Linked DNA regions of Danio rerio: region 2 is linked to region 1. Evidence: chromatin contacts called from public Hi-C data. All regions are on one chromosome and are shown on one strand. Each heading gives the region's core, a stretch centred on a gene start, on an enhancer-like site or on the middle of the called end of the contact. The rest is flanking DNA. Distances are from core to core; before and after follow the strand shown.

What was found. A called contact is a pair of places that touch in the nucleus more often than the background predicts.
Region 2: a contact with region 1 is called in a Hi-C map of embryo, with 2.8 times the contacts expected there. The contact joins two enhancer-like sites. A contact is called at or near these places in 8 of 18 Hi-C or Micro-C datasets (caudal fin, embryo, hematopoietic stem cells and 2 more).

The regions. Positions count from the first base shown.
Region 1 is chr1:53,970,960-53,978,084 of GRCz12tu, forward strand. It overlaps herc3 (HECT and RLD domain containing E3 ubiquitin protein ligase 3), which reads left to right. Exons shown (of 25, transcript NM_001145624.1): 6 at 1,142-1,233; 7 at 4,113-4,243; 8 at 4,620-4,774. Among named protein-coding and RNA genes, the nearest start is that of herc3, 17 kb to the left of the region's middle. Within about 2 kb of position 3,107, at least 5 of the 62 cell types and tissues checked have an H3K27ac peak or open chromatin away from gene starts, as enhancers often do. A contact at or near this core is called in skeletal muscle, where this site is marked.
Region 2 is chr1:54,091,283-54,098,407 of GRCz12tu, forward strand. It overlaps fam13a (family with sequence similarity 13 member A), which reads right to left. Exons shown (of 24, transcript XM_073954802.1): 4 at 1,479-1,656. It also overlaps a transcript of otx2a not described here. Among named protein-coding and RNA genes, the nearest start is that of fam13a, 14 kb to the right of the region's middle. Within about 2 kb of position 2,844, at least 10 of the 62 cell types and tissues checked have an H3K27ac peak or open chromatin away from gene starts, as enhancers often do. A contact at or near this core is called in skeletal muscle, where this site is marked.

The sequences.
Region 1 (7,125 bases), core at 1,857-4,356:
TACTGTAATGGACTCCTCACTGGCCTTCCCAAAAAGACAGTCAGACACTTGCAGCTCATCCAGAATGCTGCAGCCAGAATTCTGACCAGAAGCAGGAAATCAGAGCACATCACACCTGTCCTCAGGTCTCTACACTGGCTGTCAGTTACATTCAGAATAGATTTTAAAGTATTATTACTGCTCTATAAATCACTAAATGGCCAAGGACCTCAATACATTACAGATATGCTGACTGAATACAAACCTAACAGATCACTCAGATCTTTAGGATCATATAAACTAGAAGTTCCAAGAGCTCAGTCAAAGCAGGGTGAATCTGCCTTCAGCCACTATGCTCCTCGCTGCTGGAATCAGCTTCCAGAAATGATCAGATGTGCTCCAACATTAGGCACATTCAAATCAAGACAGAAAACACATCTGTTTAGATGTGCCTTTATTGAATGAGCACTGTGCTGCGTCCGACAGATCGCACTATTATGTTTTTCGTTTTCTTTTTCATTCTTTTATAGCCTATTTTAACTCATTTTAATTTGTTTTTATCTGTTTTTAAAAAATTTTATTGTCTGCATTTTATGTTCCCAAACTTGTCTTTTTTATTCCTGTTTATGTAAAGCACTTTGAATTGCCACTGTGTATGAAATGTGCTATATAAATAAACTTGCCTTGCCTTGCCTTGCCTAAAACTGTTTTATGGTCAATATTATTAGCCGCCTTGACCAATATATTTTTTCAATTGTCTACAGAACAAACCATCATTATAAAATGACTTGGGGGCTAATAATTCAGGAGGGCTAATACACAAAGGACGACATAGTGAAGAATGTTGGAAAAAAACTGACCTTTGGACCCTTTTCACATTCCCAAAAGAAGATATTTTAAAACATGTTGGCTGCTAGTACCCTTTGACATAATATTTTTGTTTTATTTTATGAGGTGCCAGTAACCAGCATTCTTCAAGACATCTCCTTTTGTGTACAACTTGTCAAAATGGTTTAAAACCGCATGAGGTAGAGTAAAGGATGAGGGTCATTTTCATTTTTGGGCAAGCTATCCCTGTAGATACAGTAGGTGTCACAATAGAGAAGAAACCATACTTTAAAAATAGCCTCATGTTTTCTCATCTTTGTCCTTGATCTGACAGACCGAGCTGTTCCCTGCCACATCAAGTTCCTGCGCTCACAGAAGGTGGTTTACATCAGCTGTGGAGAGGAGCACACGGCTGCCCTGACAAAGGTATTAATCATATGGCCAAAGCACAGCAGTATGCTGAAAAACACTCTTATTTGACCTTCTTTAAGGTTTGACAATGCTGCATGTCCTAACAATTAGAACATTCCATCACTGAATGAAAGACAAACAAGATCATTTAATTTACAAACCTGCCATACTTTTTTATTCAAGGAAATAAACTTGAATCTTCAAAGACGTCACATCTCTCATGCTAGGCCCTACCACCAGCACCCCCCCCCCCCAATAAAAAAAACATATGTTTAGATTGCAATACAATATTTCATAAGCATTTAATATTGTAAATGTAATATTTTTTCTCCACATTGCACTTTACCAATACTACTGTTAGCATGTTGGAAACTGATAACTATTGACTTTCATTGTTTTTTCCCCTGCTTTGGATGCCGATATTCAACATTCTTCAAAATATCTTCTTTAGTGTTCGACATAGGAAGAAAACATTCATTCATTCATTTTCTTGTCGGCTTAGTCCCTTTATTAATCCGGGGTCGCCACAGCAGAATGAACCGCCAACTTATCCAGCAAGTTTTTATGCAGCGGATGCCCTTTCAGCTGCAAACCATCTCTGGGAAACATCCACACACACACTCATACATTACGAACAATTTAGTCTACCCAATTCACCTGTACCACATGTCTTTGGACTGTGGGGGAAACCGGAGCACCCGGAGGAAACCTACGCGAAGGCAGGGAGAACATGCAAACTCCACACAGAAATGCCAACTGAGCCGAGATTCGAACCAGCGACCCTCTTGCTGTGAAGCGACAGCACTACCTACTGCGCCACTGCCTCGCCCATGAAGAAACATACTTGATGTAATGATGAGTACAGTATACTACTGTTATATGGGCGTTATATGGGCGTTAAAGGGATAGCACAGAAATGTCATCATTGTTTACTCATCCTCCATTTTTTTTTAAACCTGATTTAGGTTTTCTTCATCTGTAAAACACTAAAAAAGATATTTCAAAGCATGTTGGAATCCGGTAACTATTGACTTTCATAGTTTATTTTCCCTACTATGGATGCCGGTTTGCAATATTCTTCAAATTATCTTCTTCAGTGTTTAACACATGAAGAAAACACACTTGCGTTAATGTTGAGTACAGTATAATACTGTTGTATGGGCATTAAAGGCAGAGCACAAAAACTCTGTCATCGTCTACTCATCCTCCACTTTTCCCAAACCTGTTTTAGGATTTTTTTATCTGTTAAATACTAAAGAAGATATTTTGAAGCATGTTGGAAACCGGTAACTATTGACTTTCATAGTTTTTTTTTTCCCTGCTATGGATGCAGATATTCAACATTCTTCAAAATATCTTGTTTTGTGTTCGACAGATGAAGAAAACACACTTGAGTTAATGATGAGTACAGTATACTACTGTTATATGGGCATTAAAGGGATAGCATAGAAATTTCATTATTGTTTACTTATCCTCCATTTTTTCCAAACCTGTTTTAGGTTTTCTTTATTTGTTAAACATTAAAGCAGATACTTTGAAGCATGTTTTAAGCCGGTAACTATTGACTTTCATAATTTTCCTCCTGCTATGGGTGCCGATTTTCAACATTCTTCAAAATATCTTCTTCAGTGGTCATATGATGATGAGAATAATAATAATAGTAATAATTAAATAATAATAATAAATGTTAAGCATTTGGCCCAATCAGAGATGGGTGTCTGGTTTCGTGCTGCCAGAGACTGTACATTAAGTCATAATTTTTCATTTTTATTCATTAGGTATAAAATTTATTTATAATTGTTTAATAAGCACATATATATTCAAAACAAGAATAGGGCAAAGCCCCATAACACTGCAGAGAATGACATACAACAGTTATTTGTGAAAAAAATTATCCTAAAGTGTTGCTAATGCTTCTGCGTCAAACACCGGCGTATGCTACGGCGTTGACGCATAGCCCTTCGCCGTGGCCATCGCCGTCACTGACGTGCACCTCTCAAAAAATGTAACTACACGTCGCAACGACGCGTAGCATAAGCTCTGTGATTGGTCGGCTTGGTAGCGCTGACGAGTCTGGGCGGGACCGAGAGGCGCGCGAATGGCGCGACGCCGCGCGAGCGATTGTTTACAAGTGTGGAGTCCCGTGAAGGAGCTCCGGATGGAAAGTTTTGTTCTGTGTTTACCTCATGGTTAAAGTTGTTGCACGTCCGCCGGTTCCTGCCTCAAAATGAGCAAGTTTGAGTCACTTGTACATCCAGGAAGTGTTCAGAATAGCAAAACAGAAGCGAAGAAACTCGACACAGAGGAACATTTACACCTCACTGCCCACTAGCGTTTCGGAAGTGTTAATGCAGACCAACAGAGACAGCGCGCAGAAGTATAAATGCACAGCCACGCGCGTTGCCTGCGCCGTGAGTTGCGCCGGTCACTTGACGCAGAAGTATAAACCAGGCAATCTCCTATCATAAGTAATAGCAGACATACGGTTTACACAGACAGCACACTGACTCGGCAAGATGCACAGATTATTTTTGTTTAGTGTTTACGAATGCATACATTTGTTATAAACGGGTTGTTTTTGTTTCAGTCACATACATTAGGTGTTTAAATATCTATTATGTATGGAAATGTGTGGGTTTATGGGTGGGGCTGTGTTGGTGTGGTAGTGGGCTACTGTGGCTACATTGCCAGGGCTGAATTTTTTTCCCAGTCCGCCCCTGGTTGTTGTTTTTTTGCGCTCTCATTTTTGATAGAATTTGAGAAGACTAATTGTTTAGTCTTGCTTTTTTTTTAGTAAATGCTACCAGTTGAACTAGCCATGCTGTGGAAAGTTGCTCAAATGTATTTTTCATCTCCAATCTTGAGCTTTGCTGTTTGTATCATGTTTGTTCCAGGAAGGGGGTCTGTTCACATTTGGAAATGGTTCAAAAGGACAGCTGGGCCATGACTCCACCAGAAACGAGCCTCTTCCACGCAGAGTTATGGAGCTCATGGGCACTGAGGTGTCTCAGATCGCTTGTGGGCGGTAAGTAAATGCACTAGACAAAATGCACACTTCTCTGTCCATCTGCTTCAGCTTAGCAAATGCGCTCAATTCCTTTAAAGTGTTAGCTTTTATTTCTGTCATTGGCAAAATGTTTTTAAAGCAAATGGATAATGCAATTGTGTGACAATTATGCAAAGAAAAGAAAATAATTATAAAAATCACAAGTAAATGGTTACAATTAGCATGCATAACAACAATGCAGAGTTGTTTTTAACATGAATTATTAGCAAATTCTAAAATGCATCTCATATTTGAAGCACTTGTCATGATGACTACGTGTCTGCTTTGTGCATGCAGTCATCAGATTAGTAGGAGATGAGATATTTGACAGCATACCTTTATGTGTTTGTCACAGGAACCACACCCTTGCATTCGTGCCCTCCACCGGTCTGATATATGCTTTTGGCTGCAACACTCAGGGCCAGCTCGGTACAGGCATAAGAGGAAGCGCCAAGAGCCCCGTTCCTGTCAGTAACATCCAGCCCCTTTGCATTGGAAATGCATACACAAGTATGTACATGTCACCAGGCCATTGTAGTCATTTTGCAACCCAGGCTCATTCTGGAAACGTAGCCCCATGGACGTTTCTGAAGACCGCGAAATACGTCCCGGAGGGTACGTATTTGTATAGTTTTTGTTTTTGCGAATCCGCGAGAGGACGCTGTTCGTGCTTTTTCGCGTCTCAAACGCGTCTCAAACACCACTCGCGGGCGAGTTGTTCTTGCATAAAGCCGTCGGAGGCACTGTCGAGTGACTATCTGTCTGACTGACCGAATGACGGAAAGGTTGACTGGGTGGCGGGCCAATCGGCCGACCCACCCTCCTCCTCCTTCCCTAAATCCAACCGGTTTACCAATTGACCTGCCGGAACACCCACCCGCCTGCTCGCTCGCTTCCCTTCTTTAAACCCAAGCAACGATTTACTAAAGCCATCCAGAAAAAGAAAAGCCCTCGTCTGATTTTGACCGCGTTTTCGGATTTCACCACGTTCTCGCCCTGTTACGAACTCGTTCGCTTTATTTTTTGGATTTAAAAAAATTAAATGCAGCCATACATGCCTCTGGCCACGTAAATCGTGGTCTCCAGAAACGTCCGCGGGGCTACGTTTTCAGAATGAGCTTGGGTTGTCATTATGTGAGGCGTTTCCCAAAACCATCGTTAGTCAACTAAGGTCGCAAGTTTCTTCGTTACAAACATAGTTCGTTGATTTGTCATTGCCCAAATCGCCTGTTTCAGCGAACATTCGCAAACTGCGTCGCAGACTTGTACACTTGCAACTACACCTCTGGAAACATATTTCCTGGCTATGTTCTATTCCCAGTTGTCCCCCTATGCCCTATTCATTTAAAACATTCTAACATTTAAATTTGAAATGATTAACAAAAACATTAAGGTCATCTCTCTTAGCTGTAATTTGCTTTCAGTTCAGTTTTAGCGATCTTCATGTTTACAATTGCGCTCTCTTCGCAGTGCACTTGAAACATTGATGTTATTTTGATCACAGTCCTACAACGAAAGCTATAGGTGACCTATTATTTAAAAGAGGAACTTATGTCTCTAAAGCTTGTGAAAACAAAAAACTGGGGTATTTTGCAAACAGAGTTCGGTCGATGTGCATTCTTCAAGTGCGCTCAATATGTATGGAATGAGCTTCATGATATACTGCATATGAAATCTGTACCATCTATCGCTACATTCAAAAATATTTGGTAACACTTTATTTTGATGGTCCACTTGAGTATGAGTAGACTGTCTGCTTAATATCTGCTGATACTGCTCCTTCAACAGACATTAAACTGACTATAAGAAACTTTGCAAGACCATGTCAACTTACACTAACCCTAACCCCAACCTAACAGTCTACTTATAATCTCATGAGAATTAGTTGCCATATAGATGCAATGTAACTTAAATTCAACAAACGGACCCTCAAAATAAAGTGACCAAATATTTTATTTTACAAAATATTTAATATTACTTTTGTGTGTGCTTTTTATATATTATTTGTAACTAGATTATTAACCATACACAACTTTCAATAAACTTTTAAAATTATTATATATTTAGATTTTATTAATAATTTGTGTAGGGCGAGGCAGTGGCGCAGTGGGTAGCATGTTCGCCTCACAGCAAGAAGGTCGCTGGGTTGCTGGTTCGAACCTCGGCTCAGTTGGCGTTTCTGTGTGGAGTTTGCATGTTCTCCCTGCCTTCGTGTGGGTTTCCTCCGGATGCTCCGGTTTCCCCCACAGTCCAAAGACATGTGGTATAGGTGAATTGGGTAAGCTAAATTGTCCGTAGTGTATGAATGTGTGTGTGAATGTTTCCCAGATGGGTTGCGGCTGGAAGGGCATCCGCTGCGTAAAAAAACTTGCTGGATAAGTTGGCGGTTCATTCCGCTATGGCAACCCCGGATTAATAAAGGGACTAAGCCGACAAGAAAATGAATGAATGAATAATAATTTGTGTAACATTTTTAATGGATTATATGGATTATGGAACTTAGAAATGTGCAATATTTATCGTCTACAGTAGCATTGTAACTGTTTTATGATAATATGTCACTCACTTTGCCTTGAAACAATCTAAAGCGTGTTTTTTTTTTTGGGAGTCTAAAAGCATCGGCTGAGTTCTGAAGCTTATTACAGTGCAGTAACAATGAAACCCTGATCTCTGAAATCTCTGATCTATGTTGCCTGTCCTGACCAGGACTTCTGGTATAAGAGATTTTTTATCTCAATGGGACATTCTTGGTGAATCTAGTAAATAAATAAAAAAATAATGACAAATTACCTTCACGTTTTTAATTAGGGTTTCATTGTTACTGCACTATAATAGGCTTCAGAACTCAGCCGATGCTTTTA
Region 2 (7,125 bases), core at 1,594-4,093, 120 kb after region 1:
CTATTATAATGGCAGTCTATGGAATCAATGTGGGGGCGTGGCTTGAGAACTTCATTATCATATTGAGATGCTGATTGGTTGCATGAGTCAAATGAACCAACCCCCATGTCTGAATGACATTGCTGTTTAAACATGCATCTATGCCAATTATAATGGCAGTCTATGGAATCAGTTATTAGGGGTATTTAAATGATCTGGGGCGTGGCTTGAGAGCTTCATTATCATATTGCCAAGCTGATTGGTTGCATGAATCAAATGATCCCACCCCCATTTCTGTATGGCACTGCTATTTAACTTTTTATTGATGCGTGACAGTTATAATGGGAGATAGTGGGATGAATGGATTTCAGTGGGAAATGTTAAGGCTATGTAAAATTTTGGGATGCCCTACCACCCCAGGGGTACAACTTTTACCTCTGTTTGGGGTGTGCTCACCTCTCCACATGTCTTAAATCCCATATTTCTATGAAATTCACACTTGCCGCTATAATGTGTTAAAGTTGAGCTCAATGTTAAGTCAGTAGGATTTTGGGATGGGGGTGGGGTGGGGGGGTTACAGGGCCAAAAACCCCGGACCCCTTATTTAAGACATAGCACATCATTCCTGATAAATCCGCATGATTTGACCCCACTTTTAAGGGTCTGGGACATAAACTGTGGGAGAAGTTACGTGCTGAAATTATGAATAATACAAATTATAGAAAATAACAATAGTGGATTTGCCTAAAGGCAAACTCCACTAATAATGCATGTCATTTACATGTCATTTCATCTTATTTGTCAACATTTTAGCATTTTGTAGACCACATTTCATCTCTTTTGTTATTTCTTCAACAATCTTGCATTATAAATTTAACACTAGTCATCATCACCTGACCAACATTTATGTTGTGTCTTGTCTCGTTTTCATGAAATGAAAAACATGCGTTAATGACAATTTAAATAATAATTTTTATTGACAAAAGCAATACTATTTGTTGGCGTTTGTGAGTATTGTTTGAATCAGCCTTTAAATGCTATTCTGATACTCTAGAAACAACAAAACAAGCTAACCTTACACATCTTAATTGTAAAAAATGACTAGTAGTGATGGAATAAAGTCATAAATATTCAAACAGTAGTCAGACAGAGATAAGGAAAAAAGGTTACAACTTCTAAACTGAAGCCAGGACTTTCTGAAAACTTAGTGAATATGTTTATGTAGTTATGTAGTAGATATCGACTAGCATGCTACTGCTAATTTATTTATAAGGATAGTTAAATGTTTATCATTTCTGAGATTCACCACGTCAGCAGCCATCAGCCTGTCATACTGAGCAGAGCAAAGGCGTCCTGCCACAAGATGGCAACAGAGACCACATAATAAGTCCTTAGATGCTACTTAGCATGCTGCTGCTGTCTTCAATGTTTTTTTATAAAGAACTGACACTGAATATCAGATTGTGTTGTTTGTTAGTTTGTTGAATTGCTTGACTTACTGAAAGACGTTTGGTCCAAACACTGTGGCCAGGTTGCTGGCGGTCATACGGTTGTGTTCGTGTTCTTGCTCCACCTGCGACAGGAAGTAGCACAAGTACTGCAGGAGACTGTAGTGGAGATCTGGTAGTTGGCGGAGGAGCTCACGCAGGTCATGGCAGAAATCAGCCTCGCTGGACTCTGACAAATACAAAATAAAAGCGTTTTATAGAGTTAAAGGTCTTAATAGTATTGAAAATATAAAAGAAATGTTCAAAAAAGAGCTAAGGAGAAACCAAAGATAAAATTATTACAATAATATAATATTCCAGTTCCTGTGATACATTGTAGTAATAAAATGTAAGTTTTTATGTAAATTAATGCTGGGCAAAGATTAATTGTGATTATTCACATCTAAAATAAAAGTTTGTGTTGACAATATATCTGTCATTCAGATGCCCTTACAGCCGCAACCCATCTCTGGGAAACATCCACACATACACACACACACACTCATACACTACGGCTAATTTAGCCTACCCAATTCACCTGTACCGCATGTCTTTGGACTGTGGGGGAAACCGGAGCACCCGAAGGAAACCCACGCGAACGCAGGGAGAACATGCAAACTCCACACAGAAATGCCAACTGAGCCGAGGATCGAACCAGCGACCTTCTTGCTGTGAGGCGAACCCACTGCGCCACGTTTCCCAAGTATTGGGAAATCTCTGTAGACCGATGACATTTCATGCTGTTCAGCCTTATAACCTTAAAATGTGAGCAAAATCACCTGTGTGTCATCACTTTAGACATTACACTAGAGAATCATTCAAATACTAGCTCTGAAGTGACAATGGTGAATTAGCAACAGTTTCTGCTGTTCTGACATCAGCTGCCGATGTGAACGAATGGCAGAAGAAAGTAGTTCTTTGTAAAAAAAAGGGGGGGGGGGGGGTTCTCTGCGTTCTTTTTTATATACACTTATGCCATCGAACTGTTGTATAAACACTATCACACTTGCAGCATTGCAATATGGCTGTATATCAGCACTGGTGGGACACTAAGGCACGTAGCCTTAAAATAACTGTTAAATATTCATTTTTATTTTGGCTATTTATCACCTATGAATGCCTTATGTCATGTTGATATTTGTCAGTCTATAACGATAAATACATTGCAGTAATAATGTAATTATTAATCATTAATATCCACACAAATAAATGCATTATTTGATATACTATGTGTGTTGTATAATATATCTGTTTTGTAATATAATTTGTACTATGGCTGGTGCTCACAGAACAATAGCAGCTGCTGAGGAAAAGTGGCGACAGGGATTATTTGTGTGGTGTGGATGTGGAAGTGAATAAAGCTGACTCAGAACTACTCTGTAAGAACTAGGGGAAGGGTGACGGCTAAAACGGTGTGTGTATGTGTGGCAGGAAGAGAAAAGACAGCATCATGCTTAAAAGTAAAATCTGACTGCTTCATAGACTCTAATGGAATGAGAAGGAAAGCTAAGCCAGATTTCACTGCCAATAATCTGATATTTGATCAACACAACCTGAATCAGATCAAATCTAAAATTCCATCTTGTCTGCAATGGTCACACTTGTTTGCGTCAGAAAATATTTTAAATGACTGTGCAGTATCTGGATAAAAAACTCCCAATACAAAAATGTGTGTCTGCTTTAATCCTCATTTTCTGGCATTTGGGATGGACCATCTGTGCAGGATATATAGTGTCTCACACATGCCACAAAGAGAGGGAAATTGAGACACCACATATATTCTGATGTTAACATGACCAAGACAATACTCTGATTAATAATCTACCATGTATACATACTTTGATTACCCTAATCTTTCTAAACATAAGTAAACACAAGTCAAATTTGGATGTGTAATTTCTTAAGGATCTCTTATTTAGGAAGTCTTACTATGGATCTGATGTGTTTATTGATGCATCGCCAACACCAAGATAACATTAATCAAAGCAAAGTCACATTATAATGGATCCACTGGATCTGAGCCAGTAAAATAATGCTCCATCTAGTATTTTACACCGTTCAGAAGCCAACATCCAGCCTCTTCAGTCAGTGTGAAAAGACATTTGTTCTGAGGTAGTCTGCATTAAACTGGACAACAGGAGAAGCTCTGCTCAATCACTGACTCATATCATAACCTTCACCTAAATCATCTCAGTTGATCAACAGATTAGCAGCTACTAAACCAATGACCTGATTTGCTGTTGTGAAATAAATAGATTGTAATGTTAATATTAAATGTTAATAATAATAATAAAATTAAATGTATTGAATGATGTATTTTAAAAAATCGAATTAGTATCTAGGGTTGTGCTGAAAGACGATGTCATTGTCCATCGCCGATGGCCAATAGACAACACGATGCTGAGCCGGCATCTCCGATCTTCCGCCCCGGCCCCGTCGCAAACCTGCTTGCAAAAAATACACACTCATACAAAAAAATACACATACTAAAAATAACCCCCCCCCCCCCCCCCCCCAAACTCGGTTTTCACAAGATGATGCCATTGTCTATCACCATTGTCCATTGCAATTGTTTCACATTAGACATTGAACGATGCCAAATTGGTCTACATCGCCCAACCATATTAAAGTCCATCCAATAAGCCTAGCTTGTAGTGGACATGGTGTACAATGAAAAATATAAGACTAAAAAACTGTATTTCAGTGTTATGTATTTTCTCGCACAAGTACAGTAGTTCCATGTGAAGCTTGAATTTTGTTCATAAAATGTTTGGAGTTACTTTTGCAATGCTAACTAATGACAAAATATCAACCCAGACTCATTCTGAAAATGTACCCATATATACATTTCTGGAGAGCGGCAGTATGTTTTTTTTTTTTTTTTTTCGCAAATCCACCAGAGGCCACTGTGTATGCTATTTGAGATCTCAAATTAGTCTCGCGAGTGCCATTCATGCCTGCTGTTCTCGCGTAAATCCACAAGAGGCCGTTGTCGACTGACTGACTGACTGACCGACCGACTGACTGACTGAGCAATTGACTGACCAACCCTCTTTCTTCTGTGCAAAGCACAGATTGTACCCCCAGCCCACTTCCCTAAACCCAATCGACAGTTTTAAAAAGCAATCCAGAAAAAGAAAAGCCCTAACCTGATTTTTACCACGTTTCCAGATTTTACCACATTCTCACCCTGTTATTTAATTTTTATTATTATTTTTTTTTTTGGCTTCTGTTTTTGTTATACCTGCTTTCTGGAACCGTTTTTCGCCGGACTCAAACCCCATCATCGTGGTCAACTCTTCTCTACTTCTCACGTCTGCTGATGTACATGACAAGCTACTGGACAAACTGGTAACAGCTGGGAAGCCATCGATATGGAGATAAGCAGTCAGCTTGTAAGGGTGCCCCATACCGCCCCATAGCATTTGTTTTTAAGACCAAATGCAGCCATATGTACTTCTGGCTACATGATTTGTGATCTCAGGAAATGTAAATAGGGCTATGTTTTCAGAATGAGCCTATAGCCCCTTTCACACATACAGCAATTTTCCGGAAAGGTTGTATGTGTGAACAGGTCCTTTTTGAAAATACCGGTAAATTCGTTCTGGCTATTTTCCGGAAAGAGAAGTTGTAACATTACCGGCAATTTGCCGGAATGCTGCGCTGTGTGAATGCAGAAGGAAGATTCCCGTAATAAGCGCGTGCACGTCTAGAACGTGCTGACGTGAGACGTCTGCTTTAGCTAATCACAACAGTCAGACGCATTTACCTCCGCGCGGATTGTGAGGGTTTCTGAGGTTTTAGCTGCTAGAAGTTAGTCAGATCACGTTTATATGTTCTTCTTAATGCCAACTGTGTAAATAATCATCGATGAGATGCTTATGATAAGCCGTTGTTTGTTTACCTTCAAGCTTTGCGTGTGCCTGTGAAACAGCCTGTGAGTGCCTGCACACGCACATATTCACAATATTGATCATCCACAGATTTGTAATTTAGTAAAATGTTTACAAACACAAGCACAGCCGTTTAAAGCTCATTTGTGGTTAATGATGTCAGAATTTACCGGTATTTTGGAATGGATGTGTGAATGCTCTTTTCCGGAAAATTTCCGTAACGTCCTCGCCTGTGTGAACATCGCTTTTTTGAATATACCGGTAAAGTCGTTCCGGAAATTTTCCAGAAATTTACCGGTATCACTGTGTGAAAGGGGCTTATGTTGCAACATATGGTACAGCCAGTAGTAAACATACACCCTGTCAAAATGACCAGGAAGAGAAATCATCATTTGCAAATAAAGTCGTTTTTGGTGCACCAAAGTCTTGTTGGAGCTGCGTATGACTGCACTTAAATCACTGAAGACACATGGAATGTTTTGACAATATTTTTGGTTCCCTTTTCTGGACTTTAAACATCTCGGGACTACTGCTGTCTGTGGAGGATCAGAGAGCTCTCTAATTTCATCCAAATTATCTTCAGTTATGTTCATCATAGTATGTTCCTGCACAACAGGAGAATCTTGAAAGCGTTTATAGGAATGCATTATTAATGCAATCCTACCAGACACGGATGAAGCAACTTATGAAGTGTGGATGAAGCGTTAAGCATGAGTGATTTACATGTTAAGTCAATGCAAAGATATCCTGCGACGCTACATCTTAAGTCGATGCATGTTAGGTCATTTACATGTTAAGTCAATGCAAAGACATCCTGCAACGCTATTATTTTGGCCATTTGGTGCACTTAACGCACCAAAAATGTAAATAATATACTTGTCTTTACCTAAACAATTAAGTAAAGTTGACTGAAAATAACTTAAAATTTAACATTTTGGTCCTATCACTTCAAAATATGAGGTAATTTAACTTGTGTACCATGAAATTCATAAACGTAAGATTTCAAGTGTCACGATTACCAGCGATCGGATTCCATAAGATCGCTGGTTCTCACTCAGCATAGCCTTGGACTACAATTCCGCCATTGTTGGACTACATATTCATACATGCACTCCATATTCATACATGCCTCCTCATCTAGACTTGATTACTCGCACCACCTGAGGATTGTCAGAGGCTGATTGCACACACTACTTAAGCCACACACTCACCTATTCAGTTTGCCGAGTCTTGTTTACTGTCAGTAGCACTACAACGCGTTTCCCAGTCTTGTTATCCTGTGTACCGACCTTAGCCTTGTTAGCATCCTTGTCTTTGCCTGCCGCCTGCCTTTGACCTTTCGCCTGTTACTGATTACGATTCTGGACTGCCTTCACATACCCGTTGGTACCTGTATTGACCATTGCTTGCCTGATGACGAATAAACCTGCATTGTGGATCTTACCTCAGTTGTATGTGTCACTCCCCGTGGTTAAATCAAGTCTAGTGAGCTCAAAATCATGATTAATTCTTTGAAAACAATAGGTCATTATCTCAAATGTAGTCTTGACTGTGAAATTCCAACCAAACTTGGTACTAAGTTTGGTGAACTGAAAAATTTAAGCATAGTCTACAAAACCGGCAAGTTAAATAAACTTAAATATGCAAGTTTTGGGAGACTCCATGACTCAATTTAATTGAGGCAACGAGTTTACTCAATTAATGTAGTTCAGTCAACTTATTAGGGTTTTCAGTGTGTGATTTGACATTTAACGCTTGCCACGTTT